2 separate regions of the Oryctolagus cuniculus genome follow, and region 2 is linked to region 1. A link is a contact called in public Micro-C data. All regions are on one chromosome and are shown on one strand. Each heading gives the region's core, a stretch centred on a gene start, on an enhancer-like site or on the middle of the called end of the contact. The rest is flanking DNA. Distances are from core to core; before and after follow the strand shown.

Region 1 (3,348 bases), core at 570-3,069:
TGGAACAGCACGATCTGCTGGATGTGCCTTTCGGCCAGTTCGCAGTACACGTCGGCTTTCAGCAGGCTCATCATGAGGCGGTAGTAGCCTTCCGAGGCGTGCGGCGCTGAGATAACCCACACCCGGCTCTTCCCCGCAAAGCTGGCCAGGATGTTGGGCGAGCTGGACCCAGAGGGGAAGCGCAGCATCCTTGACCGAGAGGAGGACCCCTCATCCCGCACCATCTCGCGAGGAGAGCTCCTGGCCGCAGGTCTCAGCTGAGGTCTCTCAGGGGTCCCGTGGGCGTCCAGGGGGGCTGGCAGCGCTGGGGGGCTAGCTAGTCTCAACACCGGCACGCTCCTCCTGCTTTGGAGAGGCCGTAGGTTTGGTTCTCCCAGGGTGGCTCTCTCAGTTCCATGAGACCTCCCTGTGTGCCTCAGAAACCGTCCTGGCCTGCTGCCGTTAACCGGGGACACCAAAGGCCCCTTCCGCCCTCCATGGCTCCCTCTGTGTGTAGCGCGGGGGTGGGGTTCTGACCCACACACTAGCCACATTGCCAGCAGCATGGTGAAACGGGGTCCCATTCTCCACGTCATTGTGTAATCCACTTAGGGATGCCGCAGGGTCATAAGACAGAAAGCGGAGGGGAAAAAAAAGAAAAAGAAAAAGAAAAGACAGAAAGTCATTTAATTGCAAACAGAGCTAGTCATTATCTCTTTCCCTATCTTGGCCCAGGGGACCGGGAAGGAGTGGTTAGAGAAGGAGGCAGGTCAGGTCGGGGAATGGAGCCTCGGATGGATCCTGTTGCTTTTACACTCCTGTAATCTGTCAGTGCTCAGCAGAGACAGTTACATTAAGCAGGAAACCCAACTCAGTTCCCCAGTCAGAGGTGCTTGCATTGTTGCAACTAACTCTGGATGTTCCAGCGGAAAATGCAAACCGAGCACATTAATTCCGGCAACATTCACACTCATTCCTTCAAATCAGCAACAAAGAAAGAAAGACCCCAAAGACACAAAGGATTGCACACTTACATGGTGGCTCATAGAGATGGAATGCGGAGCGTTTCCAAAGAAATCTGAAGTTTGGTCCCCAGGACAGTTTCCTGGATACACGATTTCTCCCAAGCCTCTCTCCGCTCTCCGAGGGTGGCCAAGACACCAGGCTTGTGCTGCGCCCCCGCAGCTCCAGCTTTCCAAGAAGCACCACGGATCCACAGCCTCTCTGGGGCTGACAGCTGAGCTCAGTCCTGTTCCCTCTGGCTGTGGCTTTTACCTTCTGGACAAGTAGGATGAGGCGAAAGGCGCTGTCCTTTTAAGTCTTTGTGTCTCCATTTGTCCGCAGTTTCTCCGTGGTCTTGTGTGCCTGGGCGAGCCGGTCCGCCGACACAGGACGTCCCTGACAGTGGAATCCGAGAGAGCTCTGAATCTCACTCGTTCCCTCTTTGGAGTTCCAGGAGCCTTCTTATCACCCTTTCCCCCACAGTCTGGCTTAGTCTCTTTGTTTCCGGGAGTAAAAGCGCTGGGATTAATATGTTTTCCAGGCTCAGGGAAAACACAGGAATGTGATGTTGAAAAAAGGACTTTTTTTTTTTCTATGCCTCTGCTTCTCTCCTCCCTTTATTCCTCCCAATCTTATTTTCTCTTTTCCTTCTCCCTCTGCTTCTTCCTCTTGTCTGGATTCAGTCCTGGAAATGTCAGAACTCCCTCAGTTTTGCTCCAAACCAAACTCAAACAACAGAAGCCACTGGAAATCAAGGAAAGTCCACTAAGAATTTAACAGATCAGCAAAACACCGCCTCCTTCACATTTCAGCATGCTTGGAGTGGACTTGATGGGGAGGGCTGGTCTTTGGGTGGGGGAAACTTTTGAAACTCCACACATCATCATAAATCACTTCAAAAGAGATGACTGAGGACTTAACCCCTTCCACGCCACGCAATCAGGGTACTTTCCCTTCTTGCCTGTTCTCACACTGCGCTTCAGAAGTGGGGAATTCTGACATTTCTGCATCTGGCTGCTTGGTTGTCTCAGAGACAGATTCTCATTTGGGTCAGGGTGCTTGGCTGTACACACACAGACAGTGTGTGTCTTTATACTCCCATGTATATATTTGTATCTCTTTCTCCCTGCTTCATGCTTTTAGTTTGAGGTTGGAAAAGCTCATGGAAAACATGAGTGGGTTGTTTTTATTTTATGCTAACTGGAGAATCAGATTACCATGCTCGTGGTCCTACGTTCTCCTTGGCATGGAAGGAAGCTGGTAAAAGGTTAGAAACGCAGGCAATGGCTGATGTTCCCCCAGAGATTGCCATCACAGAATGTGCATGGTGATGTCTGATTTCAGTGCTCTGGCTAGAGTTGGTTAGAAGGGCAGCGACCTCACAGGGTGGGAGGTGTGTGTGTGTGTGTGTGTGTGTGTGTGTATGTACATGTATGTGTGTGTGTGTTAGTGTTTTCTTCTCCAGGAGGTTTGATGTCTGAATGCTTTAGGCAATTCTTAGTAGGTGTATCAGATTACAAAAGAGAGACTGAGGCAGCTTTGGGCTTCTACCTCCTGGGTCGGCGGTGAGGATTCAACTTTCAGTGGGAAGGAAAGTGTTCTCAGGTTCTACAGGTGTTTCTCCCAGTCTCTCCAAGGTCAATATTATCTGTCAGTGACAGTCAAGTCAACTTCCTTGCAAGCGCGGCCATGCTAATGGCTTCTCTTAGTGGATCAGAACTTACTCCTAGTTGTTACCCCTTGATCAGCCCCAGCACCCCTGCTCACATTTGCGTTTCCCTTCACATAAAGCCTGAGCACAGAATTGGAAAGTCTGGTAGTGGCGTTGAGTGCGCAGCTTCAAGTTCAAGGGGTAATAAGAAAGAAGGCACTCCTGTGGTGCTCCAGACACCTGGCCATACAGGAATGAGGGTGAACTTCAAGGAGATGTTCTATTGACCACAGCCACAGATTTTAGCTTTCATGGGACTCACCTGTTCGTTGATCGAGTACCTTGTTCCCGGTTTGTGATTCCCTTTCTGTTTATTTCTCAGGGTGCTCTACATTCTCCACTTCTGACAGCCCTTCTATCCTTTCTTTTCCTTTTCTGTTCTTTCTATTGAATAACAACTACCACTTATTGGGCATTTTCATGTGATGCTCTGGGCCTGGCATATATATATATATATATTCATATTCTGTGAGGATATATATATATTATATATAAATCTGTGGATAGGGAGAGCTCTGTCTTACAGTGACCAAACTCAGCCTTGGTGAGTTTAAATAAATTGCTCTCTGTCACGCAAATGCCAAGTGGTAGCACAGACAATTGAAGCCTCCTTTAGAACTCTACAACACAGGAAGTTATCCTGCCCTCTCCTTTCA
Region 2 (3,021 bases), core at 199-2,698, 160 kb after region 1:
ATCTCTCAGCAGCACCATGACAGCTGAAGGTGGATCATTACGTAGCCTCCGCAGGGTGCACATGAGCTTTGCCACATATTCTCCTGCTTCCGCCTGGCCGGAGCCCTTACCCAAGTACAGCTGCAGTTTCCCAGTCCTAAGTCTGTTTTACCATCCTGCAGAGTAAGAGTCGGATAATTTACACACTATGACTTCATAACTCTCTGCGGAGGCTGCCAAAGAAAGCATGTTTGGGATAAAAATCTGGGGGGAAAAAAGCAAAAATAAAATTAAAAAATGTAAATCCCAAGCCCCGTTTGGCACAGGGATAAGGTTTCACACCCAGATCCTTCCCATTAAATCATCCTCTAGGTTGCAAGTGCAAGCAAGCAAGCAAGCCTCCTTGGGCTGCATCAGCAAACACCCTCCTCTGATAGGCAGTTGGAAAGTAATGGGATTTGGGTTGCAGATGTAGCAGAATAGTGGAAAATGTTACAAACAACCCACCTCCTCCACCCCCACTGAAACGGTGGCCTCCCTTTGCACATTTTATGCTGTTTTGGGGAGAATGACAAAATACAGATGCTTCTTGTTGGAAGTTGTTTAATAATTCTTCCTAGTCCAGGCCATTTACTGTAGCTTCTTGGAGCTGGCATCTTGGAGCACTGCTTGGTTTTCAATCAACGTCCTATAAATGGTGTTGTGATTTTCTGTGACACAGAATATAGAAAAGTTTACGGGAGAGCTTTTTGAAAGGTGTTATGTCACAGACATTGTTCTCAAGCCAAAAGCTTTAAAATCAGGAATGCAAGAATTGTAAATAAGCTCTTGGAAGAAGACACAAAATACATGGCTTGATCTGGCGCCTGTCTCCCACACAGCCTCAGTCAGGCCTACAGAAGCATTTATGCTCATTCCGAGGCTCTGTGGTGACATGCCAGATTAGCCTTTCCAAGGATATGGCCTGCCCACACAGTGCCCATGGTGAAGGAGATCCAGGTCTCCAGGTTCCATGGCCCCTGTGTAGCCCTGGGGAAGCTACAAGATAGACAGGGTGCGTGAGGGGTTTTCGAAAGCAGGTTGGGTGAATGACAAGGCTTGGTGTTTTTAGAGTACCTTTTACAAGGACATATATAAACATATAAGGATTACCCTAAAAACCCTTTCTTCAGCTTGTTGAGAGCAAAAATTATTTTTCTACCACCGAGGGGAAACCAGAATAGGGAGAAGGGTCTCAACTCTGCCAGCTTCAGCCAGCTCAGAAGCCAAGCCCAGCCCTTCTGAGATCATTGACATCATCTATCATACCACTGCCTCTCTCCAGCCTCTCTTTGGTTCCCCACTGCATATTTGCCAATATTCTTGGCTCCTTATTTGATCTTAAAATCAGTTTTGGGTGAATCAGTCTAATGATTTGGACATTCTGTCCAGAGAACATTATAAATTCACTAAGATTTGCTGGATTTGCAAAATTCTCCTGGCATTCTTAGTAGAAGAGCTGTCTTCTGTCCCCAGATGACCTCAGGACATGTTATATTTATGTGATATAGTTTCCCCATTTCCCTGAAAGAGACACATCCTGGCACAACTCCCTGTACTTGCCCATACTGTCCTCTCTTCCTGGCATGTCTTTCTTCCCTGATCCTTCCTCCTTTCCAACTGTAGAGCTTTGTACCTTATAAAACTCAGTTTGGCTATTGTCAGCTCCTTCATCATATCTTCACATGCTTTGTGCAGTTCTGTGTTCATAACAAAGTTCCAGTTTTGTCCAGGTCTCCATTCACTTCTCTCCCACCAGAGCGTGTGTCTGTTGAATGGTATTGTTCATAACTCCAGCTCCACCAAAAATCTAATCAATAGAAGTATAATCTCAGTCCCTTTGTCAGATGTCAGACATTGCATAAAGAACTGTCATGTGGCCTTGGTCATGGTGGGTGGGTGGGGGGGCAGTTGATCCTCACTAGTGACATGGAGTCCAAGGAAGAGATGGTCATTTCTTCCTCTGATATGCCATGTCTGGCCATGGCCCTAGGGTAGCCACCTTCTCAACAGCAAGCAAAGCAGACCAACTGGCTTCTTAGAAACACTGATGACCACTCAATTCTGAGATGCTTAGTTTCCTCTGGTAAAATGAAGAGGCTGAGATAATTGACCTGCAACTTCCTTTCAGCTTTAGAATATCACGTATACCTCTAAAAAATGTTGAGGGGGGAAATACGGAGGAAAACTCGGGAAGTGGAGCAGACCAGCTAATTTTATTTGTCGTTCTAAACATTTGAAGCCATTAACACTGAGCACCTAATTACTCTTCTGTGAATTGTGATCTTAACTCTGAGTTTAAGAAATGAGTGCTAATTTTGGTTTAATCTCTAAAACGTCCTCATATTCCCCTTTCCTTTAAGTGAGCCTATTAATATCTACTCTTATCCCATCTGGTAAATAAAATTAAGTGAAAAGAGTAATATAATTGAAGCTTGGGGACTGAAAATACTTTTTTTTTCTTAATTTTATATCAACCCTTCCCCCTTTCCATCAGTCATTGTTCCAAAACCACCCGAGAAGATCTAAAAATTAGTAAACAGAGGGGAAATTACACAGAAATATTAAAGAAAAAACTCAGGATGACTTTTCTTGAGGTTGAGTAGGTTTTAACTTGCTTCAAAATTAAGTTGAAGCACCACCTAGTGGCTCTCAACTCAGTTTTGCTAAAAGTTTTTCCCAATTTTCCTCAATTTAGGACCACATGAATTTGTTGTACATATATTACATATATTTTTGTATATGTATGTTCAGAAAAGAAAAAAAACATGAGAATTTTCTCATATTTATGTAGAGCTGGGAGGATGAGGGTTGAGGATTTTTAATCTTTCAATCTAATACCACGCCATAAATCATGCCAACAGGAATAGGGTCGAGGAGTAGTGTGGATTCACTACTTCATGTCTTCCAGGAATAATGGAATCCATTCAGTGGAAAAAAGACTAACACAACAGAGTTTTTGAATTTCAATTCATAAATTCAATTCTCCTACTCACATCCTAA

What was found. Hi-C and Micro-C count contacts between places; a contact is called where the count stands out from the background.
Region 2: a Micro-C map of ear pinna shows a contact between it and region 1, with 9 times the contacts expected there. The contact joins the enhancer-like site here to the promoter of CCDC80 in region 1. A contact is called at or near these places in 4 of 6 Hi-C or Micro-C datasets (ear pinna, psoas muscle, skin fibroblasts and 1 more).

The regions. Positions count from the first base shown.
Region 1 is chr4:68,690,685-68,694,032 of mOryCun1.1, forward strand. CCDC80 (coiled-coil domain containing 80) reads right to left here and starts at 1,820. Exons shown (of 8, transcript XM_002716703.5): 1 at 1,014-1,820; 2 at 1-586. The coding sequence starts at 575.
Region 2 is chr4:68,853,088-68,856,108 of mOryCun1.1, forward strand. No RefSeq gene overlaps it. Among named protein-coding and RNA genes, the nearest start is that of CD200R1, 130 kb to the right of the region's middle. Within about 2 kb of position 1,449, at least 1 of the 8 cell types and tissues checked has an H3K27ac peak or open chromatin away from gene starts, as enhancers often do.